Regions from separate parts of the Mus musculus genome. Here regions 1 and 2 are each linked to region 3. Evidence: chromatin contacts called from public HiChIP or PLAC-seq data. All regions are on one chromosome and are shown on one strand. The core of a region is the stretch at or near the end of the contact, and the rest is flanking DNA. Distances in the headings are between cores, read along the strand shown. Region 1 overlaps Gm33037 (a long non-coding RNA gene). Region 2 holds the start of Apob (apolipoprotein B). Region 3 overlaps Ldah (lipid droplet associated hydrolase).

Region 1 (2,700 bases), core at 200-2,699, 130 kb after region 3:
TGTTTATGGGGAAAAATTGAAAAATGTCCAGAAATAACTGTTCTTTCTTCATCTTCCCCTCCAATTAATCATTTGTTGGTTAATAGGCATCTTGCCCAAAAGAAAAGGCCCCAGGAGACAGATGGCTTTTCTCATCTCAGAAGCGCTGGGATTTGGCTCCCCTGGATTTCCTGTCTTCACAGACCTTCTCCTTGACTCTCAAGTAACAGGAGTCTGGCTTACAACCTGGGCTTAGTGCAGTTTACAAGTTTGGGCTTACTCAGTGGCATGGGAGATGGCTTTCAGTTTGTAGGACTGGCCTTCTGATGGCACAACTCCAGGACTGGAGAGTCAGAACAACAACTGAAAACAAATTATGCATAAAGGATGCTGAGGATCCCTGGGGTTTCCATCCCAGGCCCAAAGAACTGTCCTTTGTAGTCACTGGCACTCTGGGCGTTTGAGGGCAGGACCGCCACCATCGATAGGGCTGTGGGATCAGTCTAAGGGTAAGGAAGGATGGCCATTCGCCTTTGTTCCATGTGCCAGCCCTGGCTATGAACTGCATCTTTTCAAAGCAGGGGCAGGCAACCTATGGTTCATGAGTCAAATCAGGTCTACTATCTCTACAGATTAAAGCCGTTTTGGAACATGTTATGCCCAGGTCTACTATCTCTATAGATTAAAGCCGTTTTGGAACATGTTATGCCCAGGTCTACTATCTCTATAGATTAAATAAAGTCATTTTGGAACATGTTATGCCCAGGTCTACTATCTCTACAGACTAAAGTCATTTTGGAACATGTTATGCCCAGGTCTACTATCTCTACAGACTAAAGTCATTTTGGAACATGTTATGCCCAGGTCTACTATCTCTACAGACTAAAGTCGTTTTGGAACATGTTATCCCGTTTCCTGTTTGTGGCTGCCTTTGCTTTCTGTTATAACAGAACATTGAGTCGCTGTGAGAGGGCTCTCATTGTCTGCAAAGCCCAAATCATTGACCTTGACAGATGAGGTTTGGAGACAAATGATCTGGAGGCACAGGCACCTTTTTCTAATTTTCACAAGACTTTGACTTCCTGCCAAGGTGCCGTTTCACCCCAGTGATGATAAGCCTGCCTTTTTCTCATCACAGAGGTGCCTTCTGAGCTGATAACACTCTCAAGAGGCAACTCTAGTCCTGCCTCTAAGGACTCCCCTAAGAAGCCTTAGGGGAGCCAGGACTCTTGGGCCTTTACCCCAGCCTACTGCAGGCAGTTGCTGGACTCCAGAGCCAGCTCTAGGATGCCCAGCCACAGGCTTATTACCCAGCTAGGCTGTTCAGGGAGCTAGGGACTGGCTATTGCAGCTCCCAGAGGGGACACAAAAGCTTTCCTTGTTCTTTTTTTCAAATAGCTATGAAAGAGAAGGTTTGGCTTTGGCGCATTGTCACTGGCCATTCCAGGAAAAAAAAAAAAAAGTGCAAACTGTCTCATGACTTATTAACCACTTGTTTACACAGCAGGGATGATTGACACGGCTTATTTTTCTGCGGTTTTTCTTCTAATCTAAAGTGAAACATGAACTGTAGAATTCGTATGGTTCTCTTCACCTTTTGCAACCCAGAACCTGAGAAGGAAGTGCTGTTGGTCCTTTCGGTTGCCCAGACCCCATGGAACCCACTTAAAAGGACTGTGGAGTTGAAATCCCAAAGTATCCCTTATGTTCTTCAGGGAATCCCTGGATACAGCAAGACCAATGGGTTGTAGAATGGAAGGATGGAAGGAAATCAGAGGTGCCCTGCCTCTTGCCAGCTCTGGAATCCTCTGTCAGGCAGTTGAGAAACAACTCCAGTGAGGGCTGTGTGGCAGTTTTCCCAGGGTTCCTAGGAATTGGTGCTTCCTTTTCTCCTCAGCCTCCTGTGGGCAGGGTGTGTATGTCAGCAAAGGGTGTGAGCCCTTGTGATTCGGATTCCAGGGACTGGGGGCCTGGTAAGGATCATCATGCCCCTTTCAGCTTGCCTAACATGTGACTTTTACAAAGTTCTCATTAACGATCTTGTTGTGGCCCCCCTCCTCCGAGACAACATTGTTCTTCATATTCCATTAATTGCTGTATATCCCTGATAATTAAAGAAAAGTCTGTGGAATGGAAGGATAAATTGGATGGTCTGAACATCCTCAAAGAAACAGCATAATGGGTGCCTAAGAAGTTTTGGAAAAAAGAAAATAACTAAGCTAAAATCTGACAGTCTTGTTAAATTGTGCCACAAAGTGCCTTTGTGAAGCTGACTACACAGAATTTGAGCAAAAATGGGCAGAGCAGAGCAAAGTTTATGAGCACACTCTGGTGTTTGAGGCAGGGGAAGCTGTATCTGGGTAAGGAACTGCTTCTAGGTGCAGGGATATTATGGCTGTATTCCTTGGGAGACTGGGCTTTCTCCAGGACAGGGACTGTAGGACAAAGCACTGCTAGGTCACTTCTAAGGAGTCCACAGCGTTTGTCAAGCTCTAAGAGGACATACTTCATTCTTTCCTTCTTCTTGGTCTTAGGCCCCAACCTATGCTTAGAACCCCTGGGAATTGTGGGAGCTCTAGGACCTGGCCTAAATGGATCATGCAGGATATATCTGATCTCAGGATCTGTCTGAAGCCTGCTTTCTTTGAGAATTCCTGCTGTAATATCTATTCTTTATGCTCCCCCACCCCCAAATAAATATCTATCTCATCATTCCTGGAG
Region 2 (2,738 bases), core at 206-2,705, 250 kb after region 3:
CTTGACTTTGTACTACACACCATTGGTCTCTATAGACTTAACATCGCCACCATCTTGGCTGAGAATGGTGTTTAATCATTTGGGATTCCACGAAAGGGAGGGCCAAGCATCGATTAAATGGAACTGCAGAAATCCATGTGATGAGCCTTTGAAATTTTAAGTTATCAAAGGGACAGGGCTAAGTGTTTTCTCAGTTTGAAAATGCTATCGTGACTAGAACCTATGAAGTACCGGACACAAAGTTAGCTGTTAAGGCTGTCTGGTTGACTTCTAGAAACCCCCTCCATAAAAAGAAACTTCTGGCAGATTCCACTGTCCATGACAGGAATTTTTTGATTGTGAGAAAAATAACTGGTTAGGAACCCGGATGTAGTACTGCCATATGGCCACCAGATGGAGATGCTGCCCCATCAGAGGAGAGGCCAATCCTAGCGCTCTGCGGAGGAAGCTGGGTATTGCGGCAAAGCCTGATCCTCTGACCCCTAGGGTAGAGTAAATAGGAAGGGGTGGAGGGGTCTGGTGTTCTGCACAAAGGTTAAAGTCGGCATTTCTTCATCCTCACATACTCTGAATCAGTGATTAGTCATCGATAAACAGCACAGCAATGTCTCTCTACAGTGCCCACAGTCTCATCGCTACCCCACTTCAGAACCAAGTCTTGGTACAGACAAGAAAGGCAATACACAAAGAGCAGAGATCCTTTGTTGGAGGAGTCTGGGTGCACAGAGACTCAAAGTCTTCACTTGCAGGGGTCTGAGCAGTGCTTCCTAATCCGAGCAAGCAAACGGGTTCTACGTGGGAGGAACGGGGGCACAGGAGGGTGGATGGAGAGGAGCGTCAGGGTGAGAAGTACCAAGGCGGCCAGTGAAAAATGCCTTACTTGGACAGCTGAAGCTTAAGTTTTCCAGGACTTCATCTTCTGTAAGAGAAAAGGAGAACCTTGGCTTTCTTGTGTTTTCCAGTGGGTTCCATGGCCTGACAGGAGGGAGCCCTCACAACCTAAATTATCTTAGAGCTATCCAGAGCCTTCTTTCTAACTCCCCTGTACAGTGCCCTCACCCGGAACCCAGGAGCCTGCTAGATCTTGTTTTTTTCATCACCCCCCGCCCCCTCCCTAGGACCCTGCGGCTGCCTTCCCTCTCACCTAGCCCAAGCTACCTAATAGCCAGCCTGCCACCAGTTTCTACCCCAGGATGTAACTGGTGGTCTGTAGCACAGCCCAGCGCTCTGTCCCCACGCTGGCTTTCTCCCAGGCTTCCACCCTAACTCACGAGCCCAGACGCTGGTGTCCAAGAACAGTAGCAGGAACAGCAGCAGTAACGGCGTCCGCAGGGCAGGCTTTCGTGGGCCCATGGCGGATGGATGGTGGGGTGGCTTCCTGGCTGTGGCCTGGCCACGGGCCTAGCCCCTGCTGCTTGCTCTACAGGGTCTTCGGAGGCGGAGCTCAGGCAGGTACTTGATCCACTGCAGGCACTGATGAGACTGCCTGGCCCTTTGAAAAGTGCTCCATTTATAGGAGGAGCTGGCTTAAGGAGAATTGCCAAAGGTCCAAAGGGCACGGCCCGGGCCTGTTTGCTTTTCCATACAAGCGCATTTCTAGGTGGATAAGACTGGATCTGATGGTGGTCTCACTGCTGGTTCAAACGCCGCCACCTGGGGCTCCCCCCACCCCCGAACTTGTGTTTCTTTCCTCAGGGGGTCGCAGGTCGATAGTGGACTTATTATCCCGTCAGCATGCCCTGACTTTCTCCAGGAGACCACCAACCATAGGGATGATGTCATACCCTGTACCCCGCTCCTGCTCTGACTCCGGAGCCCTTTGGAAAAATGTTCTTTACGCACTGGTGGGGGCTTCTTCCTAAGCTCCTTCCCATTTTGGTGGACTTTGGTTTTGAATAAACAATCCTGTCCTAACTAATTTAGCAAGGTGGGAAGAGAAAGGGGGAAGTCTGGTGTGTGCTTGGGTTTGGTGTCCAAGTCTCACAGAAAACTAGTGAAGAGGGGGGCCCAGAGATGATCAGCTCCCGGGGTCCACTGTGGGCAGCGCCAGTCATGGAAGAAAGCTGGTGGGGTGGAATTGTGATGGTCTGGAAGGCGAATGTCTGTGATGGGCTGTGTGGTCTTAGCACCTCCAGTCTAGTGGCGAGGCAATCTGCCCCACAGACAGGGAGCTTTGGGTGAGCAGGGCATGGCGAACATCACTCTGTATGGGTGTTTGGAGCCAGAGGAGTGGAAATGGGTCGTAGCCTAGGGACAAAAGTCGTTAGAGTATGTCAGGTGTGTGTGTGTGTGTGTGTGTGTGTGTGTGTGCGTGTATATATAGGTTCATGGGCATGCACGCATAGAAATGCATGAACCTGTGTACATGCATACAGAGGCCATAAGCCAACTTTGAGTGTTTTTTTTTTTTTTTTTTTTTTTTAAAGATTTATTTATTATATGTGAACACAATGTAGCTGTCTTCAGACACACCAGAAGAGGGCATCAGATCTTATTATAGATGGTTGTGAGCCACCATGTGGTTGCTGGGATTTGAACTCAGGACCTTCGGAAGAGTAGTCAGTGCTCTTAACCACTGAGCCATCTCTCCAGCCCTTGAGTGATTTTCAAAATCACTCTTTACCTTAGCTTTTGAGGCACTGATCCTGGAACTCGCTAACTAGCTTGACTTGACCAGCTGCAGCAAGCTCCAAGGACTGTGTGTCCAAGTCCTCAGCCCTGGGGCTCCAAGAGTATGC
Region 3 (2,700 bases), core at 33-2,532:
GCTAGCAAATTGGATCCATTAAGATGTTTTAAAAAGTACATTATGTACATTATGACTAAACAGAGGTGACTGTAGATGACAGGATTCATTTAACATTACAAATAGATTTTACTTATCATGTTTATAAGCTGAATGAGTCACATACTCATCTTGGAGTAAAATTGGAACTTACAGTTTGTCAGGAGTGTATTTAGTAATAATATAGGTACAATTTTAAACATACTGACCATGAAACACTGAATCAGAATGCCTACCCTCGATATACAGTCTTTACACATAGTGACACTAGTCTCTTTCCATTAATGTCTACTTGGCTTTGTATTTACCCTCTCTTTCACCTTTAAGTCAGGGTTTCTCACACTCTAGAACATCCTGGCCTGGTATTTACCATGAATCCAGGGCTGTCCTCGAACTCCAAGCAATCCTCTTGGCTCAGCCTGTCAAGTGCTGGGATCATAGTCATGTGCCACCACGCTGACCATTTCTCCACCAAATTTATCTACCTCTGTGTAGGGAAGGTTCTCTCCTCTCAGCTGGTGTGGTGCTGGGGTCCACTTACCACCATCTTCATATTTCACTGCGCCTATCTCGGAGGACTGGGCAGGTCTGACCTCTTTACCCTTGTTCTTAGCAACCTTCTGAAAATGAAGGTTCTATACAACCACGGATGGACAGCGTTTAGAGAGCAACACACAGTGCAACACAAGGAGGCTGCTGAAGATAGCACACCTGGAGAGGCCACAGAACTCCAGATGCCTTCCCCTGTAAACACGCACCCCAACTTTCATGACAGTTCATGTAGATGAGCTCCCAAAGACAGGGTAATGGAATGCCACCAACTAAGGAGCACAACAAGCCTAGGCGTCTCTGGAATCTCACAGAAATGACTGAGGCCACAGAGGAAAGAGACCATGGGACCAGGAATGTGTCCCACTTCCCTCCATCTGCAGTGCACCTGGCAACAGCTTCCTCTACTTCCTCGGCACACAGGAAGCATAGCTTCCCTGTGGGCTCTCTGCCCCTTGAACCTTTTCAGTAGAGCTCTCACTACTCTGTAACACCTCACACACCTCAGTGGCAGAGGCGATTGTTTTGGTCTTTGCAGACTACACAGAAGAGACAGTAAGTGAAGCGAGTCCCTAGGTGGGGCATTCAGTGGGCAGCACCTCACTCAGCTACTTCACAGACCTTAGGACTTACTTGCCAATGCCATCCTAACCCTTCTCAGCCACTCATGTATGCCCTGAGAAGCGGGATACCTAAGTGACACTCCTCTTGTCATGCCCATGTTAAGTGATTGCGAAATCCAGCTGGGCTGAGTCACTACCTCTGCCCCATAATTCATCACAGTTATCAAATCCAAAAGGACTTATTTGCATTAAGTTTAAGCAGCAAATTCCTCTTTTACGCATGACTGTGACACCCCCAGCGTTTCTGCATCAGAAGTCAATGGCAGGGCAAAGGGACCTGTGTCCTCAGGCGCTGATTCCCATGCAGGCACTACTTGTAAGAACTAGAAGCGTAGGTCCTTTCATTAGCTGGAAGTGGCTAACAGCCTAAGCACCCCTAACTCTGAGGACTCCCCATGAATCTTGGGCCCTTTCACGCTGTACTCCCAATATGTCTGCCATTTCATTGTGAAGCTGATGAAAAATTTATATACTTTTATTTTTTTAATTTAATTCCTTTCATTCAGTATATAGGCTATTCTACTGTCCCCACTCTCCACTAGAGTCACTCTCAGAAAGAAACTTCAACCCTTAATGGGAGACAGCCATGTGGTGGGCAGGGATGATTTCAGTTTCCTCTTAAATCCTTTCATATTTTGTCCATTTCAGTTGCCAAATTTCCCTCCTCCCAGTTTCAGGAAGATACTGTGCTTCCAGTCCATGATCGTGAGTCTATTATTTTCTGTACCCCATCTTCATCAAACCTCTGCTACATGGAGCAGCACCCAATATGCTGATAACTTCAAGCTCTCCCTGCTGGTAGAGTACATCTATTTTTTATTTTATCACATGCTATGAGACCGAGTTTCAAAAAGAATCTTGGGCTGGAGAGATGGCTCAGCAGTTATGATCACTGACTGCTCTTCCAAAGGTCCCGAGTTCAAATCTCAGCAACCGAATGGTGGCTCACAACCATCCATAATTTGAAATCTGATGCCCTCTTCTGGTGTGTCTGAAGACAGCTATAGTGAACTTACATATAATAATAAATAAATCTTAAAAAAAGAGAGATGCTGAGTCCAAGACAGTGTCTTTTTCTCCTTCCATACGTTACACACACTCAGACCACCATGCCACACCCCCAACCTTACACAACTCTTGGATAGGCTGCACTATTTGCAAGATTGCTCCTCTGCACGTCTCAGGAAATAACCGAAGCACTTCACCAACAGTGAGAGAATATCAAGAGTGCAGTGTGAGCTCTAGGAAAGGGATCTAACCTGACACAGAGTAATGAGAAATGTTGACCAATACCTAGCACACGCTGGTCAGCACAAACTGGACTTAGATATTAAGGGAGGGAAAGAAGTTAGGAGTGGATGGGGAGGTGAGAGAGATCTGGGAGGAGAATATGATCAAAACACATTATATAAAATTCTCAAAGAACTAATAAAACTATCATGTTTTAAAAGATAGTGTTTGACTTAAACCTTGCGTTTGAGTCCTGGGACCCATGTGGTGAAAGGAAAGA

What was found. HiChIP or PLAC-seq counts read pairs in DNA pulled down with a chosen protein or histone mark.
Region 1: an HNF4G HiChIP or PLAC-seq map of pancreatic cancer cells shows a contact between it and region 3. The contact joins two enhancer-like sites. A contact is called at or near these places in 4 of 484 Hi-C or Micro-C datasets (the HL-1 cell line, embryonic fibroblasts, liver and 1 more), 2 of 115 datasets of contacts at active chromatin or transcription factors (embryonic stem cells and pancreatic cancer cells) and 3 of 9 other capture datasets (adipose tissue, embryonic stem cells and pancreatic islet).
Region 2: a contact with region 3 is called in a FOXA1 HiChIP or PLAC-seq map of pancreatic cancer cells. The contact joins the promoter of Apob here to the enhancer-like site in region 3. A contact is called at or near these places in 10 of 39 promoter capture datasets (the 3T3-L1 cell line, 3T3-L1-derived adipocytes, the HPC-7 cell line and 4 more), 9 of 484 Hi-C or Micro-C datasets (the G1E-ER4 cell line, the HPC-5 cell line, bone marrow-derived macrophages and 6 more), 1 of 115 datasets of contacts at active chromatin or transcription factors (pancreatic cancer cells) and 3 of 9 other capture datasets (adipose tissue, embryonic stem cells and pancreatic islet).

What each region holds. Positions count from the first base shown.
Region 1 is chr12:8,088,845-8,091,544 of GRCm38.p6, reverse strand. The region is part of intron 1 of Gm33037 (a long non-coding RNA gene); the gene reads left to right. Among named protein-coding and RNA genes, the nearest start is that of Apob, 110 kb to the right of the region's middle. Within about 2 kb of position 1,449, at least 49 of the 459 cell types and tissues checked have an H3K27ac peak or open chromatin away from gene starts, as enhancers often do. A contact at or near this core is called in the HL-1 cell line and pancreatic cancer cells, where this site is marked.
Region 2 is chr12:7,976,394-7,979,131 of GRCm38.p6, reverse strand. It overlaps Apob (apolipoprotein B), which reads right to left and starts at 1,455. Exons shown (of 29, transcript NM_009693.2): 1 at 1,272-1,455; 2 at 881-919. The coding sequence starts at 1,353.
Region 3 is chr12:8,221,828-8,224,527 of GRCm38.p6, reverse strand. All of the region lies in intron 2 of Ldah (lipid droplet associated hydrolase), which reads right to left. Among named protein-coding and RNA genes, the nearest start is that of Gm33037, 15 kb to the right of the region's middle. Within about 2 kb of position 1,282, at least 19 of the 459 cell types and tissues checked have an H3K27ac peak or open chromatin away from gene starts, as enhancers often do. A contact at or near this core is called in the HL-1 cell line and pancreatic cancer cells, where this site is marked.